Regions from separate parts of the Gasterosteus aculeatus genome. Here region 1 is linked to region 2. The links are chromatin contacts, called in public Hi-C maps. All regions are on one chromosome and are shown on one strand. The core of a region is the stretch at or near the end of the contact, and the rest is flanking DNA. Distances in the headings are between cores, read along the strand shown.

Region 1 (5,783 bases), core at 828-3,327, 41 kb before region 2:
CCTCAACGATGTACAGTACGTTCGATTCATACGACAGAAATTATTCAAATATTGAGAGTAGTAAGCCAAGTGTAAGGCAGGACCACTGCAGGGACAACCACCGTCTAGATGTAACCAGATATATATCCAGATGTGACCACCATACGATATGACCACCATCCACAGAAACCTGTGGGGAGGGAAAGCACAAAGACTGCAGGACAGAAGCAGTCAGTAATGTGGGTTTTTGATGACAGTATAGTAATGTGACTCGAAATAGTAATAATTTGTATAGAAGGAGATGGAGAGAGGAGCTCGGTGTGTCCTCCATAGCAGCTGATCTAAGAGCTGGTCCAGGCTAACCCGAGCCAGCCCGCCACTATCCGCTCTATAAAAGAGGAAAGTCTTACGCCTTCTCCTAAGTGGATGGAGTCGGATGATGATATCTTATGAGCTCTGGACTTAATTGGATTTCCTACTAAAGCAAACAGTAGCTAATTTACTTGACTAAGCTGTATCGTCTGAGGAATGTAACATCCCAGTTATATATTGTGTCAGTGCAAGAGATTCTCTATATTGTAATAATTATTATTGACTGGCTCCGTCTGTATTTTGATATGAAATAAGGATTTTCTGATTTGTACATTTGTGTGTGTGTGTGTGTGTGTGTGTGTGAACTCCGGCTGTGACTGTCTCTAATGACGTGTCTAGACGCCTCTACCTGTGTTACAGCACAGCACTTGAATGACTTCAGACTGGATACGGAAATCAGAATCTATTCATTTGGATTTAACTTTGGCTAACTGAATGTTTCTGTCATGTCATGAGAAAAACAATAAACGATTGATAACCATAACATGCAGTGTTTGTAATGTCAGTCATTCCTTTAATGTCTTCTAAAGGAACACAGAGGTAACTATACAAGAGCAATCCTCTTTTAACAACATTACTCTTAACTTTCTTCTAATACCTAAGAAACCTTTCCTTTGGTTTGAATTGAGGACTCTCAGGTTGTAAACCTATTTTATTGTCATCATCGCCAGCAGTTGGTTTAATTGTAGTGTGCTATTATGTTGTCACACTTTTGATTGACTGTACACAACAGTGCCCCAGAAGGGATTAATAAAGACACACACTCTCCTTGTTTAAATGTCAGGGAGTGCGTGCGTCTGCATGTAAGGGCAAGCGTGCACTTAATCACTCGAGTGTGCCAAATCTGACAAGCAAAGTGGATATTTCGTACCACAGGGTTTAAATATAGCCGACCCATCCTGTACAGAGTGAAGACACACCTCAGGACGCAGGGGCGTTAGCGCATGTGAGGCGAGGGAGGGGACGGTTCGGTAGCTGGTCCAGTCGGACTGGTGCTGGAACACCCCATCGTCTCCCAGACAGAGGGACAAAGGTGAAAGAGTTCCGTGAGGCTGTTGCGCAACGTCTGGGGGAGTTTGTGCGTTTGTTATGCTCTTTTCACATCAACAAAGAGGTGTTGCAATCCAGCCGGTGTTTGTGCTCTCTGCGAGTATCACTTGTCCTCTGCAGGAATATGTCCTAATATTAATGAACCTTTAGGGGGCGACATTGTTTGTGCTTTGTCTCTTTCCTCAGTAATACCCGTCAGTCAGCAGCAGGTGCACGCTGTGTCAACACGGATTTGACTTCTCCCAAATCTGTGATGACAGGTACCAGATATAAGTTAAGCGGGATGTTCTTTGTGCTATTCATTGTTGCACATGAATTAATATGTAACTCCTCTCTCCCTTTGCCAGCGGTTTGACCTACTTATTTGTCATTGTGAATAAATTTGAATGAACATAAATTATAGTTTGCACATGCCAGTGAGCCACGGCTCACACACACACACACGTGTTAATCACACGTATCTACATTGCATTAAGACCACACGTACCAAAAGTGGCATTATAATGAGAGCAAACAAGCCTCCCACAGAACAAAACTACGTTGCACCCCATTGGTCCCAGTATTTGTCTAAAAACAGTCAAACTTGAAAGCAGCGTTTTACTAAAGAGTTTTGTAACTGCGCCTCCTCAGGCTCTTGGTGGTTGCATCATTTCATAGCAACAGCTCCGCCTAATGCTCCTTTGTTTACCAAAACACAACTCCTCCCCACTAAAGCTAAGGCGGTGTTTTTCTGTCTTTGCACGCAGGTGTGTTGATGTCAAATTCACCCAATTTCCTGTGTGAATTTGACGTCTTTCTCCGCCAACATTTAGGACCCCCGAGTAACTTCACAAGTCCCAACTGGGGTGCACATTTTTCTGTCTGTACACTGTCAAACTAAATGGTTCTCCTAAGATCCAAGAGGTCCGTCACTGCAGTGAAAGACACACAATCACATGCAATTGAATCCAAATCCACTTTCCATGGTCGCCGCTCTAAAACACTTAAACACATTAAAAACGTGTGCACACCAACCGCACACCAGTCCACTGTTCTGGCTGCATGCCAAAGCGAAGAAGCATGCGGAGACAAGACCGAAGCCCCTGAAGCCCAGTGAGTATTTATGAGTGATCGTTTGTCATTTTTAGACTGCAAACACATTAACTCCCCTTAGTCCTGAAACACCTGTTTGCTTTAAAACCTGTATTCGCTATGTGAGTGTCAGAAAGGATTTGTAGAACATAACCGAATAACAATTCTGTGAGTTTAATGAAAATGTATTTATTCAACTTTTGAAGCTGAAGCAGGTAAATTGAGCTTTGAGCTTGAGACACAATATTTTGTCTTTGAGTCCGTGGTTTCAAACTCAGAGTCTCTGATGGGATGACAAGTGATTCATATAGAACGTGTACGTGGATGCGTTCTGACAGTGTTTTGGTCCACAGGCGGTCCGCTTACAGATTAATGACTAGCTGTCCACATTTCACTTAACTCACTGTTCCCATTCTAAAGGCTGGCAGAGGGGGGAGGAAGACAAGGAGGGAGGAGGACAGGAGACAGACACAGGACACGTTGAACCAAACAACATAACCCAGAGGACACACCGGAGGGCTGCCTGTAAATCTATTTCCGTATAGAGCAAAGGTCTTTCAGCACCAACTGGTAACACTTTTTTTTGTGTGTAAAGTGTGTGTGTGTGAGCAAAAGGAAGGTGGTCTTTGTGTTTTACGTCCGCTGTATGCATCCTTTCAGCTGTGCAAGAGCTCCGAGGAGAAAGAAAAATGCTGATTAGAAAATAAAAACAAAAGCTTGACAAACTGGTAAATCTGAGAATAGAAAGCTACTTGCTGCACCCTGCACACGGTTCCCCATAAAATACCTGGTCCGACAACTGCACAAACAACAGAGTACAGGTAGACCAATAAAAAGCCACGAGACAGGGCCTCACAATGAATGCTGAGCAGGGAATTTCCAGTCTAGCGAGGCGGTTTAATTTGCTGCATCAAGCAAGCTTCAAGGGATTTCTTTCATTTTTTTATATAAATCTGTCTGACAGACCTGACTATCACTGCAGATGATCCGAGGGGCACAAAACACAGCAGTCAGCTGTGTAACAGAAAGTGTGGGAGCAGGACTGCGGGACCACCGAGTCATTTTAAAAGAGATTTTAAAAAGGAGGAAGGGAGATGGCCCGGAAGGATGAGTGAAGCGCATTCCTTTCCTCCCTCTCGTCCTCCTCAAAAACAGCAGCTGGGACAGGTGGGCTTTTACTGATGGTAGAAAGTAACCTCCCCCCCCCTCCTCCCCTTCAGTGTGCTGTGTGTTTATGTGCCGCGGACGCACACACTGTCTGGCTGCAGATTGCATGTTAGCAGAGACTTTGTTGGGTGCAATTATGGGGGGAAACAAATCTGTGTAAGAGACACAATAAAGTGAATACATACTATGTGACTGTGTGTGTGTGTGTGTGTGTGTGTGTGTGTGTGTGTGCTGTTTAAAGAGGCTCCCTCTGTTTCACCTCAGGAAACAGAGGGATCCTGTTTGTGAGTTGTGCTCATTGTTTAGCAGACCCCCCCCTAATCATCTCCTACTCCTCCACACACACACTCCTGTACACAAAACCTGTAATCCGCTTCGAAACGCCCCGTGTCAATATTTGGCTGTGGAACAAAGAGGTGTAGCCTTATACATCAGCATAAGGACAGATAATAAAGCCATAGTTTGGAATGAGGGGTGTGTCCGGTCTGTCCTAATGCATTGTCCCTCCAGCCTTAAAGTTGTCTGTCTCTCTTGTCCAGTAGAAGAATGGACAACTCCCCAAACTCCTGTATCTTCTCCTGGAATCATTTACTCATTTTTCTCCCGTATAGGCCTGCCCTTTCCTCATATATGACTCATTTCTATTCCCAGGGTCCCCAATTTATCTTATCTGTATCTGGGCTGTGCAGCAGACAAGATTAATCACTTTTATGCACGACTTCTTTGTCTCCACATCTCAACTATGGGATGGGTTGCCATGACGTTTTGTGATCCTCAAACTAAGGATATCACTAACTTTTTACGGACTACTTTCTGTATGTAGTGAAATATGTCAACACGTCTCTATTGGGGACATTCTTGGTTGTCAGATGATGAATGTGATTTAAAATTCTCAATATATAACTGGTGGTAATTTGTGGGGTTTGACATTCCCATCTCCCTCAAGAGGAAACAACAGCACTATACACGCCAGTCCTAAACGTCGCCTTTGAATTCTTGTTTCCCAGGTTTCAGCATTTCCTTCTTTTGTCTCATTTCTACATTCTTCTTGTTTGCCACTTCATCTCCTGCTCAAAAGGTTTCTCCTTTCCTTTGCTGTTCCCTCGTTTGACTGCGGCTTATTCATCTCCCACCTTGAGTCCTCTCAGCGTAGTTATTTTTCTACACAACACCCCAAGTACAGCACCACACTGTGTTGTGTCTGTAGTCTGTCAGTGAGAGGCTCTTTGAGCTCAGGAAGAGAGGCCAATGTCACACACACACACACACACACACACACACGATGAGAACCTCTAGCGTGGCCTTTCCCACCACTGCCCTCTCTGTATCAACACAGTCACACAAACAAGCTCATTTGCACTGGTGCGCCATCAAACCGGCTTTTGTCCTTCGTTGCACACATGCCAGCGAGCGCACACGCAAGGTGCGCGCACACGCTTATCTCCACAACTCGCCCTCTAAGCTCACCGCTACAAACATGACACAACCTGCGGCACAAATTTTACTACTTCAAAAAGGGTCACGGACAGTTTTCTTACTTTGCCGTACCGGAAAGATCCTTCATGGCCACAGGTTAAAAACGCAAGTCATTGATGGTTATGGTAAGAATTTATTTACATCCTTTAACAGTGAATGATCAGCACTGACAATCGGCTCATTTGCATAACATGCTTTTCTCCTGCTTATTACACACAATAAGCAGGAGAAAAGCAAGGCTCAATTAGCCCTGACAGCCAGCCACCATGGAAATAAGCATCCCTTATTCTTGTAAACAAACCCTAGCAAATTAATGTCCTTTTTCATGTTATTTAATCTCAAATGCAGTTAAGAAAAAAAAAGAGGTAAAAAAGCATCAACAACATAACATCTGAACGTGGAAAAAATAAACATGTGTATTTAAAAGACCAAAACAAATATAGCTGCAGCTCAATATTCTGTATGCACAGTGATACAGAAGCTAGTAACTTTGAAGAGGAACATCATTGCCGTACCAGGGGAAATATAAAACTATATATTACCAGGGAGGAGAGCACTACCTGTGTATAAAAATAGCAACCAGCAATTTACAACTTCTTTGGCTAGTATGAGTTTAGGAAGATATCCAACTCACTGAATTGTGAACATGCTGCAAAGGTCCTGCTGGT
Region 2 (5,885 bases), core at 1,067-3,566:
GGGCAGATAATCTGGTGATTAGAGGATAGTAACAGAAGACTGGTCCGAGCCAGAGTTAAACCACACCGCTCGACCGCTCTGACTAATCAATTTAATCTAAAGCCATTAGGTCCATCTGAGTCTGACCTTAAGATCGGCCTCGAGATTTAACGCCACGATGCTCACGCAACGTTTAATGAGCATGTGGAAACACGGATAGATGTCTGTTACATGTGCATCGTCATGACCTGACCAACAACGCAGGATGTTTGATGATCATTTAATCCCCAGTCTTAAGAGTTTTTATTAATGACTCTTTTCTCTCCAGTGTGTATTTAGGCCTTTGTGCAGTCTTAAGGGGTGTGCTTATCGTACGGCAGTGTGTGCGTCAGACGGTAAATATATCCCTCCCATCTGTTTGGGCCTCTACAGATGCTGTCTAATGAAGTAGAGGATCAGCGCTAAACTCGGGGAGGGGGGGGGGGGCATGTAACGAGAAGACGAGGGGAAAGCCAGGCAGTGACAAACACAGAAAGCATGAATCCGAGAGGAAACGACTGCGTCAAAGCAGCCGCTCAGAGGGAGGATGAGAAAACGTAGAGGCGGGCTGTGCCAAGACGTGATGGGGCCAAAGGCGTTAGAGCCAAGTGAAGGATGAGGAGTCGGGGGGGCAAAACGGAGATCCCATCCGAGCCTTACACACAGTTGGTTGAGAATGTCCACTGCGCAATAGAGTGTCAGGGTGATGGGGTTTTTGGTCTGTCGGGAGGAAATGGGATCATCATTCAAACAAAACAACTTTTTTTGATCAGCTATAAGTTCTGGATTCAAACCAACCTACACTGAATTTCAAAGAAAAAAATCAATTTCGCATTACGAAAAAACAATGCAAATCATTTAAAGTCTGGGAAATAATCCAATCTCTAACGAAACATGTTTTCTTTTTTCTAGGGTCATCGCTAAATCTCCTTGGGACTTAAAATGAAAAGATGCACAGATCCGAAAAGGCTTCGAGCTGCAATGAAAAGCTCATTTGTTTGGTTCCTGTCAGACGGGGATCATGACGTTACACAGGCAGAGACGCCCGGAGGAGCATGACGGCATTTTAATCTCCGACGGCAACTGTCATCTATGACAAAAAATGCAGATGCACATGACACACCCCAGAGTCATTCTGATTTTTTAATAAAAAAATTAGATTCACGATGGCCAAATTTCACAGCGTCCCAAAACCCTCCACTTCCGAGCACATGCAGCAAATGTTGGAATGATTAGTGAGGATTAATCCTAAACCGCTGGACAACCTCGTAAACCTTCAGTACATGACGTAGCAACATTACTTAAAGACGCGCGCGCTTCCCGTGCTTTTCCTGACAACTAACGGCAAAGTGGTTGCCTTTGAAAAACGAGAAACGGGCAAGAGACGCGAATTACTCAAAACATCAGAAGACCAAGGCAGCGATGAACTTTGAACATGCAAAACGCCCGCGCAAAGCTTACCACCGCTAACTTAGCCCAAGCTAACGGTCTGCAACACTGATCTATTCCTGCTGTGTCTCACGCAGCTAATCTCAATCTTTAGCCCTTCCGGCTCCTTGTCCAATACCAATTTGTTTCCCTTCACGTTTTTACTTGAGCCATCTTTCATACTGCAGTTTTTAATGGCTGACTTTAGTGCAAATATGAAAGAGACACCTAACAACTAAATCATCTATCCCTGCCATGACAAACTATAGGTCTTAGATCCTCTAAGTCTAAGAGGTATAAATGTTTCCCTTATCAATAGTGCACGGAGTAGAAAATGATGTTGTTGAAGACCCCATTTATAGCAGTAGGTTCTTTTAACCCCTTCAATCATTAGAACGGTTACTTACCCAACAGCTGTGGACGCGGGTTAAGTGTTTACAATGCATCCGTTTCTTTTCTTTCCATTTTTGAGATGCAGTTTGATTTTAACTTTCTTCACTCCAAAGAACCACTTTCATAAATACACATAAATCATTCGCTGTTCCCGAACATTTTTCTGAAAAATCGACAGTGAAATGAGCTGATTTTAAAAAATGGAATAGAAAAGCAGTAATGCATTAATATGTAAAGGACTCAAAATGATGGGTACAAGCGGGGGTTAAACACCTGTGGGTTTTTTTCAGAATAAAGAGATCTTTCCTTGTGTTGAAAACTGCCCAAGCGATCTCTGATTTCCTCCAGTCATCTGAGATAAGGAGGAGGCTTCACCTCCATTGAAAGGAGGCTTGTTGACTGAGTTAGAGTTCACGTGCCAAGCAGCAGGTTTCTGAGGCATGAGGCGTAAAGTGGGAGGGCTTCCATTTCCTTATCACTGCGCCTGTCGCAAAGCTCATCGCCACGCAGACGTGACGGGATGTTTGTCGCCATGTGCTTCTTCCTGCGTGTGCATCATGATGAAAGAAAATCCCAGTTTGTGGCAATTTTCCCAGCTCATGTTTTCTTGGTTCTGATAACACGTTACTCAAACTAATGGTTCCGAGAAGTGTAAGAAGACAAAGTTTTGCTGAAAGCTTTTGATCAAATTTTGTATATGAACTTTGACCTATATATATTTTTTTCCCTCATGAGGCACAATGAGGCATCATTGCAGGTGAGCTGACTTTGGTTTTGCATTTAGATAAAGTGGTAGCTAATCTGTGAAAACTGTGTGTTTAGAATCTATTTAGTTGTCTCACCATTTTGTTCCCTATTTCTTTGTTAATCTTTCTACATTCTGTTTATCACAGATTAGATCCATGGGTGCTGACAACATAATCAACAGAACAGATGGCTTGAGCTGCAAAACAAAAAATAAAAAAAGTTTGAATTAATTATAGTTTTTCCTTTATGTCCTTTTGAGGAGGCCCACACAGACCATAAACTTTTAACAGGCAGTTGAATGAAGTTTAACTTGTTCCTCCCTTCTTTGAGACTTGGGGTTGGAGATGCAGCGGAGACAGTTAATTGTAGAGATGTCAGAGTTCCTCACGAAAGTGTATAATTTTGTGCCTGTGTGTGTTTCAGATACTGGTAGAACAGGCCCAGTCCAAATAGCTTCGTATTTACAGGCCTGCCCATGCATAACATCGGTTTCTCCGTTAAACAAACACAATCAGATAAGGCAGAACATTTTCTCTTGGACTCTTTGAAAGAATGCAGACAGAAACACTGGCTGGACATCTGAGACTGGAAGAATTCGCTGAAGCCTCGGATGCAGTTGTGCATAATTCCTTGATGGTTGGTATGCAACGGTACACATGGTTGGCCTCCAATGCCACATTCCCACCTTCTGGGAACCCCTTAAAACCCTCTCCACGAGTCCCCCTGCCTTCAACGTGCTTCAAATACTCGGTTATATCATCACCCCATTAAATAGATTTGCATGTTTAATCCTGATGACTCCAGTTACACAATGGCCTTCGGTGGCTTTAATGGTTCTGTGTATTCAGATAAAGGATTACATGGCAGAGGCGCTTTGTAGCAGAACCTGAACCGAACAGCGGCTCCTGGTGGTTAACTTTGGTTACTGCGTGGACGTGTGCAGCATCCGTGAGATCCTCAATGATGAAGTGAGTTCGCAATTGGTTACGCTGTCAACTTCTACGTTAGGAAAAAAGTATGAAACAATGAGTTGGTCAATAGCTATTTGTGTGATTCCACTTTCAGCGAGCCAGGATCATGCACCATGTACCACCTAATTAATGCTATTGATCACATCCGTGTTTAACCTGCAATGACATTTGGGAATAGCTGTTGTGAAAAGGGCTGCAAGCCTGAGGAAGAATAACGGCTTGACGGCATAAGGGAGGGAAAGCTCGGACTATTTTAAAAATTCTGGGTGACAAAAATCAATGTCACCCAGAAGTGATTGAGGGTGATTGTTAGAAGGGCAGATATAATGTTCCCAGAATATGGTCTGTTGAGTGGTGTGTCATATCCCTCATCCATTAAGTTCACTTCTCGGTGCAGTCTGACTCACCGCCCCGGTCCTCTCCCGGCTGGGCGGATGAAGTGTCTGTTTCCAAATGGAAAGGGATGATGAATTTTTTTCCCCCCCAAACATTAGATCAGCAAGACACCGCATTACAGTATTAAAAAAGTTTTTTTTTTTTAAATACATCAGTTACGTCTGTACCTAATGAAGAGCGGGTTCAAAACTATTTTTCCGTACCTGGGAAGGGAAGTTGTGCACATGTTTTCCTCACTGATTGGAAGCAAGGAAACAGCTTGACCAGATGTTCTAATTTACTTGAGCCCAAACATTGTTATTGTATCTCATTAAAGTGACACTCCAGCCAAAATAAATTGGCCGAGAAGGAAACCCTCCTTTTAGACCATTTGGATACTTTTTTTCCCCCTCAGTTTCCAAAAAAGATCTCAAGGTCATTCCTAACAACACACACCCATGTGACCATAAGATTCAGAAGGACGGGCCTCGATCTGTGGACCTTTTCTCCCTCGTGCTCTCCTGTCATCAAGAAAAATCCCCCCAACATGACAAAGACCCGTAGCATCGGCTCACAGTGAGCCTGTGACATCAGCGGCACCTTCGTCGCTCCGTCGGCGCGGACACACAGGTGACCATCGCCGTCCTCGTGTCCTACTCTCATTCAAATGTTGAGCTGGTGATTGAAGCGCTTATCGCTCCAAATCGCAGCGTGTAAAAGGTGTTACTGCCGAGGGAGAGCGTCGCCTCACCCACTTTGATATGGAAAATCACATCTGTGTGCTCCCAAAACAACATTATCTACAGAGGACTGAATGCACCAGGAGAAAAACCTTCCCTGCAACCCCTCCATCTGTTGTCTTGGATTAGCTCCATGCTTGTTCCCTTTTTTTATGATGATCAAAGACAGGGAGAGCAGGGAGGGAGGGAGGAAGGCGGGAGGGATTAGAAAAGGGAGGAAAATAAAGAGCCAAACACACATCTTGTTAAAAGTAAGATTTGTAAGCTTATTATTTTGTTATCATGGTCATTGTTATTACCTCTGTTATGGTTTGTTCAGTTTACAGTTTATTTTCAAGTTCATTTAAAGTCATTCCAGTCGAAGGTAAACATGATTGTAATTGTTGTTTCCAACATTAATAAATGCTTTTTTTTCTTTTGCCAGACCAAAAAAAACACCCTCTCTCACTCATACGCACACAAACACACACACACACACACACACACACACACACACACAAAGACAGACAGCATCTGCACTCAAGAGCTCCTGCACACAGATATGAAGTGATCAACAGAAATGAGCTCTTAACTCTCCCTGACTGACACACACACACACACACACCGGCACACTTTCTTATTCTCGTGTAAGTTCTTAAGTGCAACTTCTTGAGCGGTGGTTAACCCTCCCCGTCCACACCAGGACCAAAAACCTCTCCTACCTAGCCCCTCCCACAAAGAGCCATTTATACACCTGGGTTGGCTCACTTTCTGTCATATAATGCAACGTTCTCAATGATGCTCCAAAACCACAAGGTTTTCTCATGTCTGGTTGCTTTTGTTGTTTACTTGGGGGGGCCGTCTCTTAACGTTTGGTTGAAAAAAAATGATCCCCAAAACGGACACATTCATTTGGACAAATAAAAGCCACATTACTAGCAAACCGCAAGCGCACACTGATGAAAAGAAAATTCACTCCTAAAGACAAAATACACATATCACTTGTTCCCAACCGGGTGGAATACACTCATTATTCATCCAAAAAAACTTCAGGAAATGTTCTTCCCAGAACCAAAACTAATATTTGTAAGCTGGTTCCTCCCTTGGAGGTTAAGAAATATGAATGTGACTCATCACGAAATGCTTAAAAGGTGCTGAATAGGAGATGTGGAGTCTTTCTGTTGCCTCCTAACGGCCCTCCACGTGGTGAAGGCTGCGCCGGCGTCTCGCGTGT

What was found. Hi-C and Micro-C count contacts between places; a contact is called where the count stands out from the background.
Region 1: a contact with region 2 is called in a Hi-C map of tail fin, with 5 times the contacts expected there. The contact joins two enhancer-like sites. A contact is called at or near these places in 5 of 6 Hi-C or Micro-C datasets (liver, skeletal muscle, tail fin and 1 more).

Annotation. Positions count from the first base shown.
Region 1 is chr20:7,030,110-7,035,892 of fGasAcu3.hap1.1, reverse strand. It overlaps trim46a (tripartite motif containing 46a), which reads left to right. Exons shown (of 12, transcript XM_040165118.2): 12 at 1-835. slc50a1 (solute carrier family 50 member 1) reads right to left here. Exons shown (of 6, transcript XM_040165535.2): 6 at 5,229-5,783. Among protein-coding and RNA genes, the nearest start is that of slc50a1, 6.5 kb to the right of the region's middle. Within about 2 kb of position 2,077, at least 4 of the 9 cell types and tissues checked have open chromatin away from gene starts, as enhancers often do.
Region 2 is chr20:6,989,207-6,995,091 of fGasAcu3.hap1.1, reverse strand. It overlaps efna3b (ephrin-A3b), which reads right to left. Exons shown (of 6, transcript XM_040165557.2): 6 at 4,918-5,885. Among protein-coding and RNA genes, the nearest start is that of efna1b, 23 kb to the left of the region's middle. Within about 2 kb of position 2,316, at least 1 of the 9 cell types and tissues checked has open chromatin away from gene starts, as enhancers often do.